2 separate regions of the Mus musculus genome follow, and region 1 is linked to region 2. The links are chromatin contacts, called in public HiChIP or PLAC-seq maps. All regions are on one chromosome and are shown on one strand. Each heading gives the region's core, a stretch centred on a gene start, on an enhancer-like site or on the middle of the called end of the contact. The rest is flanking DNA. Distances are from core to core; before and after follow the strand shown. Region 1 overlaps Pus7 (pseudouridylate synthase 7). Region 2 overlaps Srpk2 (serine/arginine-rich protein specific kinase 2).

Region 1 (2,700 bases), core at 192-2,691, 100 kb before region 2:
GTGAGACCCTGTGTTACAAAAGAAAGAAGAAAAAATCAGCCATCAGGCTCTGTCCTGGCACTCGTAAGATGCCGTCGTCCAGGGTCAAAGCTGCCGTCCAGGGTCACGGGCAGCCAGGCTGATAACTTGGTTCTTTTGGCCCCTATCTTTTGCTTTTGCTTAGTTTTATTTTATTTGTTTTTTTTTTTTTCTGTTTCTGCTCTGAAACCCCGTCCTTTCTCCAGCAGTGTCTGCTGACTACAGAGCTCCATCAGTTGGTCCGCAATCTGTTTGTGCTGACCCCCTGCTTTTGTAGGTCCTTGTCGACTTTGAGCATCCTCCCTGCACATCTTGATTCAAGGGCCTGGAACACACCTGCTCAAGCTCGCCCTGGTTTGTGTGAGGCCCGACTGCTTCACGGGGCAGAGGGGAACTGGGTGTTCCAGTTTCACCCATTTCCTGACTTGGATGGCCATCTTCCTACGTTTTCTATTAGTGCAGCAACTTTTTTTTTTTTTTTTTTTGTAACTTAGTAAGGCTGAATACCTGACAGTGAACAAAAGTGAGAAAGGGAGATGGAGCACTAAGGAGCTTCCTTACATAGCAAGCAAGGAAACAAACAGGCTGGTGCCTAGTACATATGTACATATGAGAGTGTGTGTGTGTGTGTATATATGTATGTGTGTGTGTGCGCGCACATGCATGCACATTTCTGCATTATCCATGTCTGTGAGCACAGAACCATGGAAGCTCTGGAGGTGTGGTTCACTGAGTGTCTTCAGGGAGTAGTAGGGCAATTTTGCTAAAGAATTCCAGGAGAGCTGAGAGTTTAAGGATAGAATGTTTGCCTAGCATGTATGAAGCCCTAAGCTCAATTCCTAGCACTGAAATAACATAAATTCCAGGAGCTCGGATATTATATAGATGATTTTTTTAAAAAGATGTATGTTATTTGTATGTGTGTGAACAGTTTATTAACTTCTACGTATGTGCACTGTATGCCTGGTGCCCATGGAAGTCAGAATAGGGGTCACATCTTCTGGAAATGAAATACAGATGGTTGTGAGCCACTGTGTGAGTGCTGAGAATCAAACCTGGGTCTCCTGCAAGAGCAACAAATGTTCTTAGCCATTGGCCATCTCTCCACCCCCAGGCGAATTTTTCAAGCTTTATTTTTAATTTGTGTGTGTGCCCTGTGTGGGGTACCTTCAGTGGCCAGAAGAGGGCATCGCATCCCCTAGAGCTAGAGTCACGGGTGTTTGTCAGTGGCCTGGTGTGGGTGCCTGAGATCCAGCAAGTACTCTTCAGCCCTGTGAAGGTGAATTCTAAAATGTACGTAGTTTCATTTTCTTTTTTAATGTATTTACTTTGGCCAAGGAGTAGAGCAGAGTGGCCCCATTAGTTCCCCCTTGTGTTAAAACTGGAAAGGCCTGTTGAATGGGTCCATGAACAGATGCGTGGGGGTGAAGCCACACCCCCAGTGCTTCCACAGTCCTCTGTTCATAAACACATATACACAAATGTCCTCACACGGAAACATAAGTGTACGCGAGTGCGCACAGACATAACTATACTGGAAGCCACTGACAGACTCAAGCCAGGCTCACCCCCTTGTCTCTGCTGCTTGACAGAGTAGCTGTCACTTCAGAGGAGACATGGACATGGAAAAATTAACACCATGCTCTTGGGCACCATGGTGTGTTTGTTGCATTGTTTCTAATCATTGAAAATAGGAAACAATTACTCCATGATACAAATCAGAGAATCTTAAAGACAACTAATAGATAAATAAAACTGGATTCTTAGAGCCTAGATGGACCTAAGGATTCCATTTGTATTCAGGTTAATCCAACGACACGAATGGACGCCTTTGGGGATGGTGATGTCACGGGACAGGCATGGGGCGGGAAAGCAATGGCTGACACCTTTCATCTGTGTATTGTATTTTGAGGTTTTGGGTGCTGTTTGTCTGTCTTTAGGCAGGATCTCACTTTAACCTTGGCTGACCTGCGGCTGACCAGGAAGACCTCCCTATAGCCCGCACAGGGGCTTTTGGCCTTGCCTCTTTTGTTTTGTTGATCTAAGTGTGAGTGTTTTGTCTGTGTGTATACCATATGCGCAGGCGTGGTGCCTGTGGATGTCAGAGGAGGATGTTGGGTCTGGAACTGGAGTTGTGTGTTGGGTGCTGGGAATCAAACCCAGGTCCTCTGTAAGAACAGCAAGTTCTCTCAACCACTGAGCGTCTCCTCAGCCTCCATTATATATTTTTTTTTTAATAAAAATACAAAGTTTAGCATTTTCAAAAATTTTATATATCAAGAACATGAAGCCCTCTGAGATAAACATCTTTTGTTATTTATGTCTGCTGCTCTTCTAGTGGACCTGAGTTTGGTTCCTAGCACCACACTAGGCAGCTATGGCCTCCTGTAACTCTGGCTCTAGGGATAGCCAACGGCTGACCTCTGGAGAGACCTGTAATTATTCACATGTATACACACACATGCACGCACACATGCATACTCATGCACACACATAAATAAAAATTCAGTCTTTCAAAGAAAAAACTGTTAACAGCAGTGAGTGGGGAGGGTTATGGTGTAAAGAAAGATTTTGTGTTTGCTTTTCTGCAGATGTCCTGTCGAGGAAGGCAAAAGACTTTCTAATGAGACAGTTCCAACAGTATGGGAAACACGTCTATGAAACAGCAGGGTACCGGGTTCT
Region 2 (2,700 bases), core at 138-2,637:
TTGTTAGACTTCCCTCATCTGCTGTGGCATGTGTACTGTTACTTTAGGCAGCCATATAGGTGAGGTTTCATGGATTTGGTTTCCCTGTCATGTATAGAAGATACTACCTAGAAGCATCCTCCAGCTCCTAAAATCTTCTGCCCTCTCTTGTACCTGAGTAGGGTTGTAAACATGTCATTTGGGTTGTGGACCTCTCTCTCTTTTTCTTTTTTTAAAGATTTATCTATTTTATGTATGAGTACACTGTAGCTGTACATGTGGTTGTGAATCTTCATATGGTTGTTGGGAATTGAATTTAGGACCTCTGCTCACTCTGGTTGGCCCAAAGATTTATTATTATATGTAAGTACACTGTAGCTATCTTCAGACATACCAGAAGAGGGCATCAGATCTCATTACAGATGGTTGTGAGCCACTATGTGGTTGCTGAGATTTGAACTCAGGACCTTCAGAAGAGCAGTCAGTGCTCTTCACCACTGAGCCGACTAGCCAGCCCCAGGTTGTGGGCCTCTTAAGTCAGTTGTTCTCTGTAACAGTCTTCTTTAGGGAGAGCCAGCACATGAGCTGCAAGTCTGGAGCTAGGAGATGGTGAGGGTGGGCAAAATTCTCAGGATATATAGCTTCCTGATTTTTTCACTGGATCATCAGGAAGGCCTTGCCTATACTTTTTTTTTTTTTTAAATGTATCTTAAGAATCTGTTGCTGAATTCATAAAACCCTGGAGACTTATCCTTACAATTTCGGTTCCAGCTGTTTACGTTAGTAGTTCTATTTTCAGCCCACTTTGTGTGTTGTCTTAGCAACATTGTCTGTTTTTTTCTACTGAATAGACGTAGGTATAAGCTTTTAAGATGGAGTTTCTCTGTGTATTCCTGGCTATCCTGAAACTCACTCTGTAGACCAGGCTGGCCTCGAACTCAGAAATCTGCCTGCCTCTGCCTCCCGAGTGCTGGGATTAAAGGCATGTGCCACCACTGCCTGGTCTTGAGGGCCATTGTGTAGCTTCTGATGGGAGATAAGCTTTTGTAATATTTTTGTGAAATTAGTTTAAAAGCTAAAATAATTAAATGGTAAAAATATTACTGATTTTTATCTCGACTATAAGATATATTTAACTTGCTTATTGGCTTTCATTGTGGTAGAAGTAACCTTACTGGTTGCTATTTGTGAGAATTTGCGTTTTAATCTCAGGATAGTACTAATTTTTGTTTTGGAGATAGGGTCCCAGCTGGCTTTGAATTTTCTGTACTGAGAATGACATTAACTTTGGTTCCTTTGCTTATGCCTGTCCAGTGCTGGGAGTGCAGATTTTTGCAGGGCTGGAAAGGACTCTAGGCAAGCACCGTGGCAGCTGAGCTCCGTTCCCTGCCCGGGTTTGGTTTCCTGAGACAGGTCTCTGCCTGCAAGTCGAGCCTGAGCAGGAACGCTCCTAGTGCCTCAGCCTCTGTACTGCTGGGATTACAGGCATGCCTTTGCATGCTCCGGGTATTGTTTTGTTTATTCTTAAAAAAGTGTTATTACTCTTACAAACTATTGTTTCTTTTCTATACTTCTTTATTGTGTGTGCTCACATGTGAGCATGTGCGGTGTGTTTGTGGAGATCAAGGAGAGACTTGCAGGATTCAGTTCTTTTCTTGAGGATCAAATTCAGATGGTCCGCCTCAGCAGCGAGCATTTTAAGCCGCTAAGTTACTTTGCTAGCCCCTAGCAGGTTTTATAAAATGAGAAACATTAAAGAAATTTTACCGATTAAAATTTTTATATTTTGTTAAATACATTAAAAATTGGTTCATTTCATATTTGTAGCTCACTTTTTAAAAAGTGTTGAATTGGAAAACGTCATGTGTGTGCCCTTGTATATGTGGAAGTGTATAGGTGTGTGGGTGTGAGTGGAAGCTAGTGGTTGTCCCTGACTGATCGCTACTTTACTAATGAAGGCAGGATCTCCAGCTGAACCTGTCTTGCCAGTTTCCATCAGAGATGACTCTGTTTCTGTTACAGATCTGGGATTGCAGAGAGGCCCACATTCTCCTGGCTTCTGTGTGGGCGCTAGGATCTGAGGTCTGGTCCTCATGCTTCCATGGCAAACACCTGGTATACTGAGCCATCTTCCCAGCCCTAAGCCAGTTGAAATTTTGTGTTCTAACAGTGGTTCTCAGCCTTCCTAATGCTGCAACCCTTTAACACAGTTCCTCATGTTGTGGTGACCCCAACCATAAAATTATTTCGTTGCTACTTCATAACTGTAATTTTCTTCCTGTTATTAGTTGTAATGTAAATATCTGCTATTTCTGATTGTCTTAGATGACCTCTGTGAAAGGGTCATTCAACCCGGAAAGGTGCTGCTACTCACAGGCTGAGAACTGCTGTGTCAGAAGCGTTAAGGTGAGGAGAGGTAGTTAGTAAAATAGGATCATCAGCTCCTGTGATTTGCTCCTGTACCTTGTCAGGGATGTATGTGGGTGTTAGTGATTCTGAGTGAGAGAAGAGAGAATGCAGACTGTCTTTTGGGAGCATAGGCAATGCTATTTCTCCTTAAATGCACAGTAAAACTAGCCTCATGACACACCACGGAGGAAGAGAAAGTATAAGCATTTAAACGTATGGGCTGGAGTGCTAAGAGACCACTTGCTTATCTGAAAAAAGGATTAGATACAATTGATAGCATCTTTTAAAACGATTTAGTTTTTATGTATGTGA

The links. HiChIP or PLAC-seq counts read pairs in DNA pulled down with a chosen protein or histone mark.
Region 1: an H3K27ac HiChIP or PLAC-seq map of embryonic stem cells shows a contact between it and region 2, with 5 read pairs. The contact joins two enhancer-like sites. A contact is called at or near these places in 2 of 15 datasets of contacts at CTCF or cohesin (large pre-B cells and pro-B cells), 21 of 484 Hi-C or Micro-C datasets (B cells, the Ba/F3 cell line, CD4 T cells and 14 more), 2 of 115 datasets of contacts at active chromatin or transcription factors (embryonic stem cells and large pre-B cells) and 3 of 9 other capture datasets (adipose tissue, liver and pancreatic islet).

What each region holds. Positions count from the first base shown.
Region 1 is chr5:23,755,067-23,757,766 of GRCm38.p6, reverse strand. All of the region lies in intron 7 of Pus7 (pseudouridylate synthase 7), which reads left to right. Among named protein-coding and RNA genes, the nearest start is that of Pus7, 27 kb to the left of the region's middle. Within about 2 kb of position 1,441, at least 7 of the 459 cell types and tissues checked have an H3K27ac peak or open chromatin away from gene starts, as enhancers often do. A contact at or near this core is called in embryonic stem cells, where this site is marked.
Region 2 is chr5:23,651,233-23,653,932 of GRCm38.p6, reverse strand. The region is part of intron 2 of Srpk2 (serine/arginine-rich protein specific kinase 2); the gene reads left to right. Among named protein-coding and RNA genes, the nearest start is that of Srpk2, 23 kb to the left of the region's middle. Within about 2 kb of position 1,387, at least 19 of the 459 cell types and tissues checked have an H3K27ac peak or open chromatin away from gene starts, as enhancers often do. A contact at or near this core is called in embryonic stem cells, where this site is marked.